Regions from separate parts of the Bos taurus genome. Here region 1 is linked to region 2. A link is a contact called in public Hi-C data. All regions are on one chromosome and are shown on one strand. The core of a region is the stretch at or near the end of the contact, and the rest is flanking DNA. Distances in the headings are between cores, read along the strand shown.

Region 1 (4,308 bases), core at 770-3,269, 400 kb before region 2:
CGCTCCTGCTGCTGCCTACCTGCTTCCCGAGCTCTGCACCTTGGGGGGCAGGGAGCCTGGCGTCCCTGTGGCTCATGGTGCCCACGGGGCCCACAGCAGGATGTCTTGAATTGGATAGTGCTGGGATATCCAAAAGAACCGGTGAGGGATGAAACCTGGGTTTTTGAAAGTTGTGACAAATTGGGGGGCAGATGTAAAAATCCAAGACTCCTATGCCAGTGGTACTAGATTTCTGGATGTGTCAGAAAAGACAGGAACAGAGGAGGGAAATCTGTCAGCTGAGCAGGGACACAGATGCTCTTAATAGTACACCATTATATTTTAACCTAAATCTGATGAACTATTATGATTGACATTGTTTGGGGGCTGGCGGCTGATTTTCCTCCTTTCCCTTGGTCTATTACACCCTCACTGATCTCAGGAGGAGGTGGGGTGGACAGCAGGGGGATGTCTGTCCCAGGCTTGGCCATTCAGAATCCCTCCTTCTCCACCAAAATCACTGGCCATATAAAATCCATCCCTGGGATTACCTGCTGAACCATGGCCCCTGTCCCTGCTTCCACTCTTCCAGGCTGTAAATGAAAGGATCCTGACCACTCAAGCTATTGACAGGACCCATAACGTGTATTGTTCTAATGTGTTAGCACCTGATGCAACCCAAATTATAAATTACCATAATCACCAAGGGTAGAATCCAAGGTTAATGATGAAACAAATTAATGCGTACTTAAAATATATAAACGTGTTCTGTAACTACTACAAGATGAAATAAGGTTAATTAAAGTAATTTTCAAAATATTAACAGCACCACAGTTCCAGCGAGTGCAGGAACATTATCAGCACATTTGAATCATTAAAGGATTTAAACAATTTATAGAGCCATGGAGAGAGCACTTATATTTTCGAAGGTCAAAAAAAGGATGAACTCTTAAGCGTTCTTGTGTTGTGTGTGAGCCTCTTTTGGTTTTCACATACTGTGGCATTATTATATATAAGATTTAAGCCACGCTAATATTATTTCTACTGAATTGTAGATTTTTATTTATGAAAGAGGTTATCTTGCCTATAGGAAAAATAATTGATTAAGTTTAACCGTTCACAAACGGACAGTTATTTGTAGGTACTTAAACATGAAGATCTATCCAAGTGTGGTCATTAGTCATCTTTACTGCTCGTCTGACTGCGTATAAGCGCTCAACTGAGTACAAAATGGTGAAGCTTTCTATAGTGCTACTGCTGCTTTGATTGATAATGGGAAGATAGAGCCACCATTTTTAATTTTTAAAATGCAAGATTATTCTGGAGTAAATTAACCTAATCACACAGCACAAGTAAATTAATGTCACTTCATTACCTAATAGCAAAAATAATATTAACCTAAAGAATCTAAATCCACTTCTGACACATATTCAATTTTTATAACGTTACGTTGACAGTTTTTTTCTGGATTATATGTGGTGGTTTTCAACATTAGCTGCTCTGCTAATTGGAAATTCTGGGACTGAGAGCACAGATGTCTCCGTGGTGTGGAGGAAGGCCAGGAATTGATCCAGCTGCATCACACCTCGGACACCACGCCACTAAAACACCACTGGGTAGTTTGTGTGGCCAGTCTGCCGTAAATTCACCCCGTGAGAAAGTCTCAGGGCTTTCACTCCTGTGGCATAAGTGGATTTTTTTCCCAAGCAGCCCACCTGGAGCTCTCGTCTGAAGAATTCAAGTTCTCCAGCTCCTTGACACCCCAACACTGTGTGCGGCGCCAGAGTCCAACAGTGTCTACACCATCTTCCCCTGCACCCTGAGGGGGTCTAGATCTTCCCCAAACGGGGCTCCACGTGTGGGTCACACAGGCCGGAAGAAAGGCCCTGAACTCACAAAATGTCTCCTCAGCCTTAACAGCTAGCAAAGTTGGGAAATTTATGTTGCAACCTTGAGAAAGGCAAAGTAAATACAGAGCACGCCAGCTATTTGTTTTCCTGTTGATGAATTCTCCAAGTTCAGACTGGAAGCCCTCCAAGGACTAAAGTCTCCTCCCAGAGTGGAATGTTAACCCCGAGTCCTTCGGCTGCTTTCCCTCTGGGTCTGTACTTCTCTTTCTTCCCCCCTAGAAAGTCCCAAATTATCTCTGGGCTTTTGCTTGCTGGGGATGTTGTTCAGGGCTGAGCCTGCTTCTCCTGATCCCACAGGACAAGCCAGGGCCAAAGACAGTGAAGGCAGAAACCACGTGACTACCCGGTAGAGGAACTTTCAAGAAGTTCTCGTAGCAAGGCTTCCTAGAGCCCAGCTCCTGCACATTTAGTGGAACTGGCTCAGCTCATGCAACAGAGTCAATTGTTTGGAGCCAAAATTTTCTAGCTTTAAGTATTTACCACACACTCTATTACAAATCTTATATCATAAATCTTGTATCATCTTCTCCTTGGCAACATAACAAATTAGCCCTCCATTTGTTTGTTTTTCTTTTTACATGAGCTAGTTTATAGACTAGTGTAGGTAAAATGATGATTTTAAATACTAACCACTATTTGCTTTTAGTGTTTACTCTGTTTTTACTATATTTAAAAAGTTAAATAGAATTTTTCCTCACTATAAAATTGGAACTATTTGGAACATGAGAAATGACTAAAAATTTAAAAATATTATTTATAATTTCATCACCCACAGTTAAGCATTGTTAACATTTCCATAAATTCTTTTTTTCCTCTGGTAGCTACACTATCTGGATGCTGACTTTTTTCATTACATCTTATATCATAAATATCTTCTCAATATTTATTTACTACCAATAATCTTCAAAATGAGGTTTTTATTGGAATGTATCATAATACTCTTAACTAACCTCTTATTGGTGGATATTATAAGTAGCATTCCAGTAAACACATTCCTATGTAAATCTTTAGTCACATATCCTTAGTATTAATTCCTTAGGATAGATTCCTAGAAATAAAATTACTGGGTAAAAGTATAGAGGAGCAGTGTTAATACATTTCACCAAACTCTTTTTTCCAATGCTTGTCCATTTATGCTTTCACCAGCAGTGAATGAGATGCCCTAGTTAGCTGTGTTTTCATCCACGTGGAAAACTGCTGTTTTCCTACCCTGGTCAATACAAGAGATACTTCCGGTGTCGAAACAGGTGGTGTGGCCCAGGGATGGGGAGGGCTGTAATCTGGGAGTCCGGAGGCCTGGGCTTGAAGGTAGGCTCTTCCATTAGTTAGCTCTGCAACTCTGTGGAAAACCCTCAGCAGGAAGAATGAAAAACTGAAACGGTAATGACTGCCCACGTGGGATAATAAATATGCAAATGTTTTGTAAATGTAAAATGTAAGGGCTTCCCTTTGCCACAGGTGGCGCTAGTGCTAAAGAACTTGCCCACCAATTCAGGAGACGTAAGGGACAAGGGTTCGATCCCTGGGTTAGGAAGACCTTCTAGAGGAGGAAGCGGCAACCCACTCCAGTATTCTTGCCTGGAGAATCCCATGGACACAGAAGCCTGGCAGGTTACAGTCCATAGGGTCACTCAGAGTCGGACACGACTGGAGCAACTTAGCACACACAGACACAAGGTTTTCCTATTACTGCCAGGTGCTTACCCATTGCCGAGTGAGTGAGTGAAAGTCACTTAGTCACGTCCGACTCTTTTCAACTCCATGGACTGTAGCCCAAGAGGCTCCTCTGTCCATGGGATTCTTCAGGCAAGAATACTGGAGTGGGTTGTCATTTCCTTCTCCAGGGGGTCTTCCCAACCCAGGGATCAAACCCTGGTATCCTTCATTGTAGGCATATTGTTTACCACTAAACCACCAGAAAAGCCCTACCCATTGCTACTAGTACCTAAGAAAAATTAGGATTTGAGTATGTACATTATAAACAAAAGATGAAATATTGATTTAAGTTTTCCTTTTTCAAAATAAGAGAAGGTGGGACATCCTTAGGAGTCCAGTGGTTAAGACTCTCCTTCCAATGTAGAGGGTGCAGGTCTGATTCCTGGTCTGCCACATGCCTGGCAGCCAAAAAACAGAAACATAAAACAGAAGCAATATTGTAACAAATTCCATAAAGACTTTAAAAATGGTCTGCATCAAAACAATATTTTTTTTAAAAAAGACATTTAAGAAAATAAGAGATGACTTTCTTATTAGCATAATTTCTCACATCTCTTTCTGAAGTCACATATACACACAAAAATTATGAGATATCTGAAATCTCAGATGAGCCTACTGTAAAATGCATGAAATAAAGTTGAAGACTGTCTTGGATTATGCAGACTAAACCAACAGTCAACACTTTTATGGAAAATGGATTCAG
Region 2 (3,947 bases), core at 449-2,948:
ATCTTGTGGCTCACCTCACACAGTGCATATTCAGGACCAAACCTTCCAGAAAGAAAACAATGAACTAATTGAATCAGATAATAAATATATACTCCCTTAAGCTATAAAGCAGAGCCAAATTGCTTGGGAGTTTAGCTGACAAGAGTAAAATTTGCCAGGAAACAAATGTTCCTTATTAAAAGCACTTCTTAGAAACTCTGTATTTACAACGTTTAGGATCGACATACCAACATCAGCTCTACAGTGGGCTGCTAACAGTGTTCTGAGCTCCTCTAAGTGAATAACTTGTTGCTACTCTTTGGAGGGAATGTTTATAAGGGAGTATTTATTGGTGTTTTAATAGTCTTAGTGGGTTATTAGGGCTTCCCAGGTGGCGCTAGTGATAAAGAACCTGCCTTCCAATGCAGGAGATGTAAGACACATGGGTTTAATTCCTGTGTCAGGAAGATCTGCTGGACAAGGGAATGGCTACCCACTCCAGTATTCTTGCCTGGAGAAGCCCATGGACAGAAAAGCCTGGCAGGTACAATCCATGGCGCTGTAAAGAGTTGGACACAACTGATTGTCTTAGCACACATGGACACAGAAGGTTATTAACTCTGAAACACTTGGTTATGGTTGGTGCTGCAGTGAAAGTGACTTGAATTCACACTGCTATGATTCCTCTTTTTTTAATTTCTACTCTGTAATACTGGAATATTCATCCCATGGGACAACACACTAATCTGCACACAGACTCTGAGGCCAGACTGCCTGGGTTCAAATCCTGCTTCTGCTACTTTAGCTGGGAATTTAGGCAAGCCTTTTACCTCCTCTGCGCTTGTGTTTGCCCACCTGTAAAATGGGGTAATAATAGTATCTACTTCATAAGGCTGTCAAGAGGATTGAATCAGTTAATGAATGTAAAGCACTCACAACAGACTGAAGTATAATGTGTGATAGCCAAGTATCAGCCACTATTTTAATGCACTTAGACATGAAATAGCTTTGAGCTAATTTTTCTGTCTTCCTATTTATAGATAAGGGAATAAGCTGAGTCCTATGACTACTAGTTAGTGCAGGGCCCAGTCTCCTGAACTCTTTTTCTACTAGCTTCAGGATCTGAAACCATCTTGAATGTTCTACTCGGCACCTTCGAGCTAGCCTGAAATAATATACTGCCCTCTGGCTCTCTCTCTCTCTATGGCTCACTCATCAAAGGCTTGGGTATTAAGTATCCACATGAATATTAATATTTATTTCTATTAGATTGGTATCATGCTTTTCCTTTGAAGGGGTCATAGAGACATACAGAAACAGCCAAGGTTATAAATTGAGGGAGGGCTGGAAAAGAAAAAGGTGGGGGCGGGAAATGGAGGAATAAAAATGTCAAGAGAACAGAAGAATCTAACTGAGCCAAGTCCTCAGAAGTCCTCACAGTGGTGTTCTGTGGCGTTTCCTAGGCATGACAACAAAGACCTGCTCAAGTTTTTCCTGCCCTTTCCTTTTGGGTATAGCTCCAATTTTAATTGTCTATATGAGACCCAGGTGGCTGATGGCCTCTCCCTAAAGACCTGATCCCCACAGACAAGTTTGCAGAGTGGCCTGTCACTCCAGATGCTGCTGGGGGAAACTGCAGACCGGCCATCGCCAGTGAGTCCCGGACAGGGCTAGTCATATCCTGCAGTCTCCGTAAGCATTTGGGGAGCTGCGTGTTTTCTGTAGAGAAGTGTCCTTATTTGAGATCAAAGGACACCATGTGTCTCTTTGCTTATGTTGCTTGTTAAGCTCAAGGCCTGTGTTTTTTTGACCAGGAATTACTTCATTGTTTTGAACGTGACCTTTCTTTGCACAATTGGGCAACCAAATTCCTGCCAGTGTGAGAGTCAGCAGGCTGTTGAGGGGCTGTGCGTAGCTACTCTAGGTTACTCTTGCATGCTGTGTTGTTTGGCAGTTTGCTGGTTGAATTTCACGCAGAGGTCATAATGGAAAGTGTCTTGGGTCAGGAGCTGGAGGGATTGGGTTCCAGGTCTCCTGTGAATCTTGGCTCCTGGTTGTTTTCTGGCTCTGAAACCTCAGAAAAGTCATTCATTCCTGTGAGCCTTGGTTTGCTGGAAAGTGTGATAATGTAATACACACACCACCGGCCTCACGGGTAGTTGTGTCATTCAAAGGAAGGTTGGGAAAGGACTCAGTGAGCCAATATATGAAGTGACTGCTTTTGACCAGGCTGGGTACTGAGGATATAGGACTGCACAAGACAGACACATATCCTTGTCCTCTTGAAGCTTCCATTCTAGCGGGGAGGCAACTGCATACTTATCAGGGATGTCTTGATTCATTAAAGTTGAATCTTGATGTCATCCAGAAGTCAAATCATGGAGCAGACACCATCGTGATGTTATTTGTCCCGTTATGGTCTGTGAACATTAGTCTCCAAGAGATGAATTTCACATAAAACGTGAAAGCTGGTGCTTCTATGTAGTCTGCTCCTGAAGGAAACAAGGAGTCTAATACCACACTTTGGTTTAGTCCTCACTTAAAGGCCTTGAATGCTGTGGCCCCTGCTGTCCTCCCCACCGTCTTTTCTGTGCCCCTCAAATCTGATACATAGTCCTGTTCTTTGTCCAGTGTGTGCAGAAATAGCAACCTTGCATGTCTCTGCCTCTCGTGGACCCCTCTGTCCCCCCAGCCTGAGCCCACTTTGGGAAACTGGATGCAACGTGCAACTCAGCCATCTGTGTCCTGACCCCACCTTGAGGTCCCCTGAGGCTCTGTTGGTTACCCGTTAAGTGAGGCTACTATCGGTAGCCTATTCCTTGTTTGTAGGGCACTTTGGGAATTTAAGAAGAAAACACCACAATATTAAAGTACGAAATATGCCTGTGTATTGTAGATTTTTAGCGTGTATTTTTAATTATTGTTGGCTGCACCACACAGCATGCAGGATCCTAGTTCCCTGACCAGGGATTGAACCTGCACTCCCTGCAGTGGAAGCACAGAGTCCCAACCACTGGACCACCAGGGAATTCTCTTTTTAGCGTGTGTTTTTAAGACTTGGTTTTTAAACTGGTGATGATGAAGGGGAATGAAATTAGGGGGCTCCCCAATAAGTGCCCCAAATAAACATGCTGCTTTTTGAATTCTTAAAAAACTTGGTTTTTATATAAATTTTGAAGTTAAAGAGTGTTGTATATGTTCAACCTCTTTGAAACCAAAATACTGCTGTTTCTGTGCATAGGTGTGTATCTATAATATAAATATGTATTTTTTCCATTTTAAGGTCATCTGTGAAGTTAATACATATTTGATAGCAAAGTACATAGCCAGGCAGTCTTCATAGAGAAATTAGAAAGTTGTTCCTTTGCTGAGGTACCAAAGAAGAGGAATTTATACCATTTTATTGGCTACATTTAGCTTTTTACATGTTTTACCTCAATACCTATGACAATATTAGGAGTCAAGTTTCATCTCAATTTTATAGATAAGGAAATTATAAGAAAGGTGGAGGCACTATATTAATCCCAGGAACTGGCAGCTTTATAATTAGAACTCTTAAATGCTAGCTAAAGTTGGTATGATTGTGAAATTTTTCAAATATATTCATTTTTCCTCAGTCTTGGGTATAATCTCCCTTTGGGATTTCCTCCCTGGCTAATTTTAAATTGTAAGTCACTTTTACTAATAGTTATGAACAAAGAAGTTATAGACTAAATTATAAGCTCTGTTGGTAAGTCTCCAGCTATGAAACTGGCATTCCTACTATTTTTTTGCACTTTGCTATCACAAGTGGGTGCCAGCTTTCACTGAATTCATCCCATTAATATAACTACATGTACCTTACAAGGTAGACTTTCATATTACAGTAATGTATGTCTTAAAAATTTAATGAATTTATATAAAAATTTTTTATGAAAGGATATCATGGAAACACTACAGCTAGTTTTACACACACACACACAAATTTT

The links. A called contact is a pair of places that touch in the nucleus more often than the background predicts.
Region 1: a Hi-C map of liver shows a contact between it and region 2, with 2.5 times the contacts expected there. The contact joins two enhancer-like sites. A contact is called at or near these places in 3 of 11 Hi-C or Micro-C datasets (liver and skeletal muscle).

Annotation. Positions count from the first base shown.
Region 1 is chr4:69,995,397-69,999,704 of ARS-UCD2.0, reverse strand. No RefSeq gene overlaps it. Among named protein-coding and RNA genes, the nearest start is that of MIR148D, 48 kb to the right of the region's middle. Within about 2 kb of position 2,019, at least 18 of the 102 cell types and tissues checked have an H3K27ac peak or open chromatin away from gene starts, as enhancers often do. A contact at or near this core is called in liver, where this site is marked.
Region 2 is chr4:69,593,517-69,597,463 of ARS-UCD2.0, reverse strand. The region is part of intron 5 of SNX10 (sorting nexin 10); the gene reads left to right. Among named protein-coding and RNA genes, the nearest start is that of SNX10, 60 kb to the left of the region's middle. Within about 2 kb of position 1,698, at least 5 of the 102 cell types and tissues checked have an H3K27ac peak or open chromatin away from gene starts, as enhancers often do. A contact at or near this core is called in liver, where this site is marked.